Regions from separate parts of the Mus musculus genome. Here regions 1 and 3 are each linked to region 2. A link is a contact called in public promoter capture Hi-C data. All regions are on one chromosome and are shown on one strand. The core of a region is the stretch at or near the end of the contact, and the rest is flanking DNA. Distances in the headings are between cores, read along the strand shown.

Region 1 (3,063 bases), core at 488-2,987, 2.3 Mb before region 2:
GGACAGTCCCCAAGCTAAATATCCACCATAGCTAAGCCTTTACAGCAGACCCAGACAAACCAAATTCTCTTCTGCTGACAAGGATGGTAATATCATAGAAAGGTGATCAAAGGCTTTTTCAGAGGGAGAGGGAAGGGGCAGTAGAGAGAAATGGGGACTTGCCTTATTTCTCACCTGACAGTTACTGTCTGATCCTTGCTGCCCAGGATAACCCAGGTGCAGTTGGCAGGGGAGCTTCGGCTGTCCCGGCCTAGAGGCCTCTGTAAAGTGCCTTGTACTTCTGAGAGCACAGCTGGGGGCGCCTCACAAGCTAGAGGGAGAAGGGGGGGGAGACACTGGTAGAGTTCTTTAATATTCTTCTTCCCCTCTGAATGCCTCAAGATGGCAAAAATCTCCACCCACCAGTTACAGCCAACTGGTCCCTCTCCATTTTTTTTTTTTTTTGGTTTGTTTGTTTAAAAACAAAAACCTTTTGTAACCTAGGATATCCTCAAAGTCACTATATAGCTGAGGCTGGCCTTGAACTGATTCTCCTTCCTCTGCCTCTCAAGTGCTGGGATTATAGGAGTTGACAACCCTACTCCTTTTCCATATTCTTTATACTTCATCTTAAGTATTCACACTATAAGTAATGTTACTGTAGGCTTTGTGCCAGCCACAGGGTCAGTTGGCAGAGAAATACTGTTTCTACTCTCAGGAAGACCTTACCCTAACTAGGGAGACAAAACACGGATATTACACATAAAAAAACGAGATGGTTCTTAACAACTACCAGGTGCCAGTTCACATTGAGCCTCAGTTTCCCCTTCTGTAAAGTAATGGATGATACCTATTCTAAAATTACAGCAGACTCCAGGATCCAGGGGAGAGATTCTTTTCTCTAGGGTGCATCTTCATTCCCATGCCCCAGAACCCTAGGAACTCGCTTTACTTACCAGAACGTGGGAAAGTGATCCGGTCTGGGCGGGCCAGAGCACCTCCTAGAGGGGGAATCGAGAAAGGGCAGCAGAGAGAGTCAAGTTTTCTTCACCTGGGCAACTCCAAGGGGAGGCCCATCTGAGACTTCCGGACAGTTTATAGGAAGGGGTAGAGGAGCCGGAAGGAGGTGCGTGACCTCGCCGAAAGGTCGCCTTCCCTGGCTGTGAGTGGGAGGGACAGTGTGGGACAGCCCGAGAGGAGGCCGAGGCTCGACGGGGCGGCGGTCGCAGGGGTCGTGGGTCACCAAGGAGGGCGCGGGACGGCGGGCAGTGACACCGGGGCGGGGACTCTTACCGAGGAGGAGGAAAAGAAGAGGGAGGGCCGATAGCATCCTGGGTTGAACAGGGGTGCCGGCAGGGTCCCGGGGCGCCTCTTGTCTACCTGGCAGGAAGCTCCTCGCCGGGTGGGGGCTGCATAGCCCCGGTGCGACCCAGGCTCGGGGTGCCAGGGCTGGACGCACGGCGGAGAGGAACAGGCGTGACGCCTCTTGCTAACTTCAGAGTTGATCGCTCCTTACCAGTGCCCGGCGGTGCTCGCCCGGAAGGCCGCGAGCGCCCCGGCCAGGCCCGGCCGCACCTGCCGGGCTCGACGCTGCGTCCTCCGCGGACCAAACTTTGTGGACTGCCCGTCCCCGAGCCGGCGTGCGGCTCGGTCCCCGCGGCCCTTAGGGGACGGCGGCTTTGCACAGCTCGCGGTGCCCCAGCGGACCCCGGCCGAAGCCCAGCAGCCGGCGACGAGGGGCGCGGCCAGCTTGGCCCCACCCCTGCCAGTCACCGCGCGGCCACGCCCACCTGCGCTCAGCTCCTTTCCGGGTTGCTTTTGCCGTCACGCTCCGGATCGCCCTTTGGCTGCCGCCTGCGTTATCTTTCAGATGTGTCTTGTCAAAGGATGTCTGCTTTTCCCGCCGTAACTGCTACGTGTCTTTGGACCCTTAAATCCTCAGTACTTTTTCTTCACCCAGCGCCTTAGATCCCGTAGCGCTTCTGGTAGTAAGCCTTTACTGAACCAATTACCAGGCGCTATTATAATTATCTGTTACAATGTTTATTCATCACTCCCGCCCCCGCCTCAGCTTTGGAAACTGACACTTCCTGTAGGCTGGGGCCTAGACTGGGTACCTTTGTCCCAAGAGTGTTGCTTGCTCTCCTGCTGAGATGCAGTGATCTCTACGAATGGTAAAGACATAATATGGCTTCACTTGCTGGATCCGTGAACTTGAGAAAATTACTCCTCCGTTCAAGCAGTCCTGTAAAAATTGAGGGTCATGATAGTGTGACTCCCTCCTATGGTACTTGTGAACATTTAGGGTAACATTGTAGATTGAGCCCTAAGCACGTTGGCAGACATAGGAAGTGAGGTGTTTCTATCTGATAGCAACAATTATTCTCAGTTACAGGGTAGTATTATTAAATTTTGTGGGTTTCCGGTTTCCTGTGGCACAGGTGGGTAATATTTACAAAAGAATAACAAGTTGAATATTTTTTTTCACATTTCAGGCTTATACCTAAGTACATTTAGTATACATATAGTAAATATTTAACAGCGAGATGTTTGTTCCTCTTGTCAACAGTCCTGTGAGGTAGTCTATGGTTACTTCCATTTTACAGATAAGGAAGTGCTGGCATGGAGAAGTTTAGTAATACCTTCCCCAAATCTGAATATTCAAATCTGAATGGCTCCCACTGTTTTAAACAATTTGAGCACCAACATAGTGCCACAGGTGGGAAATTCCATACAGTAAAACTTTGTTTCATCTTCAGCATTGCTAAAAATACTTGATTAAATTTATCATCAGGCTACTTGTGATGTGTATATGAAACATGAATAAATGCCATCTACCTGTGTGCTGTGGCATACATTGCAACTTGTGTGTGTGTGTGTGGATGAATGATTAAAATAAATGTCAACAAATATTTTCAGTGCTTCTAGAGAATCACTCACCATCTGCTAGGTATTAATCATAGCATTTTGCATATATTATCTCACTGAAAGGTGACCACACCTCTGAGAAGTCAGTGTTGGAAACTGAGTCACAAATAGTTGAGATACCTTGTTTCTAAATCAAACTCTTGGCATATAAAAGAG
Region 2 (3,151 bases), core at 359-2,858:
CATCCCCACCCCCACCATCACCACCATCACCATCCAGGCTTGAGAACCACTGGCTACCCTTCTTCACCAGCTACTACCACCTCTGGTACTGCCTTGCGGTTACCAACACTGCAACCTGAGGACGATGATGAAGAGGAGGATGAAGAAGATGATGATTTATCTCAGGGCTATGACAGCTCAGAACGGGACTTCTCACTCATTGATGACCCTATGATGCCAGCCAACTCAGACTCCAGTGAAGATGCTGACGACTGAAGCCCCATATAGACCCGTGATGGGTGGCTGCTGGAATCCCTTACTCTGGCCCTTGGACTTTGGAAATGTGGGAGGGGCAGGGAACAATATGGGGAAACCCAAGACTTCAGGAGGTGAAAAGAAAAAGAAAAAAACAAAAAACAAAAAAAAACAAAAAACTTGTACCCAATTGCTCCCAATTTTGAGAGGATTGGGTGGGCAGGGGAACTCCTAAAAAAAAAAAATAATAAATGACCACTTCCTCGTTTCTGGGGAAGCAAAGGAGCTTAGAGCAGCTGGTGTGCTCACCCCTCCCCAGACGCCTCCATTAACCACAGACTATGTAGCGCTGGCCCTAGCCTCTGGCAGAGCCTGTTCCTGGCCAAACTGTGGCTACAGCTGGAGGGTCAGGAACTGTTACCTTCCTTCCCCTTGGCATTAATAAATTTAAGTTAATCCTTTTCCATTCTTCCTATGTTCTGTTTCCTTAAACACAATATAAGTACTGTTTTTTGCTGCGTAATTTAAACACCATTCTCCTACAGTTCAATACTGTTGCAACTAATAGAAAAGCCATTTGTAGTCCTCAATAGGCATATATAATGGCGGGTTATCCCGTTTGTTAAAGCCAAGGAAATGATACAAGATAAAGAGGTAAAATATTTTGAATTGTACTTCACATTCTTAAACGAGGATTAATTTCAAGAGCCATATTTTTTTTTTCAATTAGTCAGGATAACTATTCTTGGGGAAAGCCAGAGAATAATGTGGCTTTTCATGAAATACAGCAAAAGTACACGCTGACAAAAAGGGTGCCTTCACAACTTGGGTCTTCGCGAGGCTGGAAAGAACTACAAAGTTTAGGAGCCACTCCGAGCCATTTGTTTCCTTCCACCCTACCGGCCCATCTCTTAAAGGAAAACAGAACCTTTCCTTCCTACTCTGCTGCCCACCGCGCAGCTTATTCGCGAAGGTGGGCTCCGTCCCTCTGGGGTGCAGTGTTTGGTTGAGAGTGCCTTCCCCGGGGCGGTCACTGGCCTGCCCTGGGGCAGAGGACTCACTCCTGCGCCTGGCTGCACGCGGGTCCCGCTCTTTCTGCTCCCCTCCCTCTGCCCGCCGCCCAGAGCGCCCGGAGCTCGGAAAGTGGGCGGGTCACGTGACGGGAGCCTCTGGCGCCGGAGAGAGCTTCCAGAGCCCGCGAGCCCGCGCTGCACCTCGGTCTGTTGACTTCACTTTTGCGTCCTCGGTTGCCCTTCCTCCCGCCACCCTACGGAACGAGCGGTGGGTTTGGTTTTTTCGCTTTTTAAATCTTCGACGCTCTAGGGACCCGGAAGCGGAAGGGGATACCGGGCGGTCGGTACTTCCGGGTCACAGAGAGTGCGGGATTCCGGGCCGAGCGCGGGTGGCGGAGCTGGGACCTCGCGTGATTCTCGGAGCCCGACGGGAAGCGGCGTCCAGGGCAATGGCTGTGACTCTGGACAAAGACGCGTACTACCGGCGAGTGAAGAGATTGTACAGTAACTGGCGGGTAAGGAGCCCCGCGCCCCCGGGAGCCCCACATCCCATAATAGCCTGCTTCCCGGCGCCCTTTTCCCCCTCAGCCAGAAACCTCCGGCTCCGCCGCGCTCCCGCCTGCCCCGGCAGCGTCCGGCTCGCCGCGCCGTGCTGCGCCTGCGGGGTCCGCACGCGCCTGGCCCGCCCCGCGGCCACAGCGGCCCGCCCAGGTCCCGCCACAATTACCGTTTGCGGGAAAGGGGCGCGAAAGCTGTGCCCGGAGCTCTTGGCGCTCCCCGCTCCCCGGCCTCTGCTGGAGTTGAGAAATGCTGCTCCCGCGCCCCGCTGCTTCTCCTTAGGCCCTGCGTGGGTCACAGACCCAGCGCTGGGAACCTGCGGGCTCTCCTAAGAATTAATTGATGGGACGCCTCAAAGCCGGTTTCCCATGTCGGCAGCATACCGGGGGCACGTGTTGAGGAAAACGCTGTGGAAGTTCCAGGGCTTCTCCAAAGATTGGGCAGTTTCCCTGTTTTATAATCATAATTTCAAACTTACTTTTTTGCTAGTTAACTTGTTAACTTCACAAGTGTTTGATTGATTTCATACTGTCTGAACGGTCTATCGTCTGGGCTCTGAACCTTGTGAGTGAGGGGAAATAGAACTGATAAAAAAGAAAGCCGAAAATGCTCTGAAAAAATACCAACTCCGGTTTCAGCTTTGTAAACTATCTTATACTGATTGGTCCTCTCCATTCTTGGCTCCTGCATGTAATCCCATGATTTCTGAGGCTGAGGCAGGAAAATGACTAGTTTCAAGCCTGCCTGTGCTTCATAGTGAGACTGTATCAATCGGCTCGTCATTTAGTAAATAAAATTGAACCTTTACTGAAGTCGGTTGTTTTTCCTGCCTCATCAGAAAAAAGCCTATGTATCTTTTAAGCAAGATGCATTGCGTGCTGAAAATAATATAGGGTTTTTCACTTTATTGGCTAATTTTTTTTAGATGACTTAGTGGTCTCTATCACAAAATTATATTGTTTGGTCCTGAGGATTGGCCCTACCACCACCTCTGTGTTTTACCATTAAGCTATATCCCTATCCAGGGAATATTTACTGTCACTGTGTTATGATGTATGCAATGATGATAATCAAAAGCCCCCGTTTCTACAGCCAGCCCTGAAATAATAAACTTTTAAAGCTTTTTTTTTTTTTTAATATTTATGGGTATTTTGCATTCATGTATGTTTGTGTATACCCTGCATGCATTGCCTGCGAAGGCCAGAAGAGGGCGTGGGATACCCTAGAACTGAAATTACAGAAGGTATTTAGTTGCTGTTTAGGTCCATGTGAAACCTGGTCTTCTGGAAGGGCAACCAGTGATTTTAACTACTGGGCATTTTTCTAGCCCCTTAAAAACATATTGG
Region 3 (2,800 bases), core at 138-2,637, 2.1 Mb before region 2:
CAGTTAGCCCATTTGGCCTTAAGTTGACGACCAGAGGAATCTGTTCTACTTGTGCTGAGACAGGGAGAAGGGTTCAATTGCAGATGCATTTCATATTATGTGGAGTAGGAACCCGTCTGGTTATCCTTCCACATCCCACCCACTCTACAGTAACACAAGAGCACAGAGGCTACATTTCTAGGAGTGCAAACTTCTCTCTTGTGAATATGGATTTACCTCTTTTAACAGACTAAGGCTTTCCAAAGACACGAGTGATTCACTGGAACCTGGGCAGGGCTATTTACGTCTTATTGGATTGTGGCGCTAAGTGTTTCCGGGCTAAATACAGATAACAAGCGACAGTAGTTCAGTTGCGGGTTTAGAAATGCTGCTCAACTAGTTAGGCAGGGCAGTTGGAAGTGTCTTAAACGCTGAAATGAAGTACCGGATTCTATGCGGGTAGACTTTTTAACTGAAAGATGAGATACTAGGTTTAGAAGGTCGGGTTATTGTGAACTTGTAATGGCAGTGCAAACCAGAAGGCAGAACTTAAGTTTTCTTCAGCTAAAACGCTAAAAAGCAGTTAATTGTACTTGTTAAAACCTCAAACTTTCAATTCTTTTTCTATAAAATGATTCAGAGGATCAGGTTGAAACAAATATGCTCTTTGGAGCCATTCAAGGAATATTATAACAATACCTGTTGTACAATGTCAGTTTGCTGCTGATCCTGACCCTTCACTCTACGCACAAGTGACTATCTCTCTTTTTAGACAGTGACTGATTAACCTAAAAATTCCTACAATATAACTACAGCTATTGGACCTCCTTGGTACTCAACGAGCGTTTGTTGAATGAATGAATACCTGCTGGCTTAGGTTCTTCGTGGGGCCCAGATTCAGCCTTCCAGTTCAGGATCCTGTAGAGGTCAACCCTCTCCCGCCAGTGTAAACCGGCGCTTGGCCCGTATAAGCATAGTTCTCACTGCGGAGGAACTTGACCTGCTCTAATGATCGGTCATAGGCATCTGAAGATAGAGCTTTTAAGAGAATTAGGGCCAGGCAGGTTAAGTCCCTGGACCGCCAGCTTGGTCTCTAAGCAGATTCCCAAGCTAGACCACTGAGGGGGATCAAAGAGAGCCGGAACTCTCTGGGAAGCGTCTCTGTCCGCTGTTAAACCTCTCCCCTTGTTCCGGTCACAAATCTCGTCGCCAGAGCAACAGAGGGCGTCAACAAACGCAGGGCGGAAATAAGGCTATAGTACACGTCTCCAGAGGGGGAGATAGGCCCTGCGCAGGAGCATTAATTTATTTCCGTTTGTAGTTCTCAGTCTGGGTATGCAGCCTGTGTCTGCGCATTAATTGTGACGCACCAAGGCTGGCCTTTACGCCGGAGCCAATTGGCCCGCCGGTGTGGGCGTGGCTAGGGCCCGCTAACGCGCACGCGCGAGCCACATCGTCTGTGGTCGTCCGGTATCCGAAGTCCCCGTGTTCGTCATGTCGGCGTCTGTGGTGTCCGTCATCTCCCGGTTCCTGGAGGAGTACTTGAGCTCCACTCCGCAGCGGCTGAAGTTGCTGGACGCCTATCTCCTTTATATACTGCTGACCGGGGCGCTGCAGTTCGGCTACTGTCTCCTCGTGGGCACCTTCCCCTTCAACTCTTTCCTCTCTGGCTTCATCTCTTGTGTGGGCAGCTTCATCCTAGCGGGTAATGATTCTGTATCCTGGTCATAATGTCCCACTTTGGCGCGCAGCTTCGTCCTCACGGTACCCTTTGGTAGTTTGTAGAAGGCCGTCGTCTGTGAAGTCACGCTTACTTCTTGGGATCCAGGAAGCAGGCTCAGAAATGTCACGTTTCTAATGCCTAACAGGAGTTGAAACTGAATATGTAAAGAAATAGTCTTCTGGTGTTCGTCGCAATTAATACTTCTCTAAGGAAAAATATCCTACCTTGATGAAACTTTAACACAAATTTAAAGTTGGTAGAGCTTTAAATTAAAATGCCAAGCTGAGACATTTCTATCACTTTGGCCTAATCCCTACTTCATCTAGGAGAAGACTTTGGTGATAGTATAGGAATATAAATATTAGTGACTGCTTGTGAGGAGGCAACCCAATTGATGCTGGCTTTTTAGTTGCCCCTACTTATTTCTGTGCATAATTTATGTGCTTTTTCTCTTTACCCTCAACTCAATTTTTATTCACACAATTGTGTATTAGCTCTTCTTTCTTCTACACATTTAATAACCTTACAGACTTCCAGGTTTAATGAGGATTGCCGCCATGGATTTCATCTGAAGTCTGACTTTTCTTGCCCCATGGAACTGAGAGAATACTGGGAACAGGTTTGGCTTAGGAATGTTACTACCAAATGTATCATGGTCAGTCAGCAGTGTTTTGGGGGTTTATTAGCAATTGTTTTCCTCAGTGAATTACAGCTGGTTTGGGCAGAGACAAAATATAGCATTGGACTTGTCTGGAGACTTGATTTAGTGTCTTAACATAAACCTCACGTCACATGTACACATTCACATTGCTAGGTCAGGCCCACTGGGAACAATTTTACTTTTCAGAACTTAAATAGGCCCCAGCCGACTTGTGCCCCAGTCAGAGCTAGAGCTGCAAAGTCAGCTTATTCAGTGGTCATCATAGTGTCTTTGGTTTTTGGTCCAGTTTCTGGAGGCTACACCCTAACCATCAGGATATGTTAGCACCATTAGCCAGGTCTGACAAACCTCTCTACTGTGCCCAGTACTGTTCCCGACAGAGAACAGTAAGAGGCTGAGAACCTCTTACTTATTTAGCCTCTGGTTATGGAAGTGTA

The links. Promoter capture Hi-C pulls out the DNA fragments that hold promoters and counts their contacts.
Region 1: a contact with region 2 is called in a promoter capture Hi-C map of liver, with 5 times the contacts expected there. The contact joins the promoter of Lrp10 here to the promoter of Supt16 in region 2. A contact is called at or near these places in 2 of 39 promoter capture datasets (hippocampal neurons and liver).
Region 3: a promoter capture Hi-C map of liver shows a contact between it and region 2, with 4 times the contacts expected there. The contact joins the promoter of Dad1 here to the promoter of Supt16 in region 2. A contact is called at or near these places in 2 of 39 promoter capture datasets (both in liver) and 1 of 9 other capture datasets (adipose tissue).

Annotation. Positions count from the first base shown.
Region 1 is chr14:54,462,821-54,465,883 of GRCm38.p6, reverse strand. It overlaps Lrp10 (low-density lipoprotein receptor-related protein 10), which reads right to left and starts at 1,737. Exons shown (of 7, transcript NM_022993.3): 1 at 1,273-1,737; 2 at 936-980; 3 at 175-310. The coding sequence starts at 1,309.
Region 2 is chr14:52,195,696-52,198,846 of GRCm38.p6, reverse strand. It overlaps Supt16 (SPT16, facilitates chromatin remodeling subunit), which reads left to right and starts at 1,608. Exons shown (of 26, transcript NM_033618.3): 1 at 1,608-1,762. The coding sequence starts at 1,697. It overlaps Chd8 (chromodomain helicase DNA binding protein 8), which reads left to right. Exons shown (of 38, transcript NM_201637.3): 38 at 1-696. The coding sequence ends at 255.
Region 3 is chr14:54,252,516-54,255,315 of GRCm38.p6, reverse strand. Dad1 (defender against cell death 1) reads left to right here and starts at 1,387. Exons shown (of 3, transcript NM_001113358.1): 1 at 1,387-1,684. The coding sequence starts at 1,474. It also overlaps a transcript of Abhd4 not described here.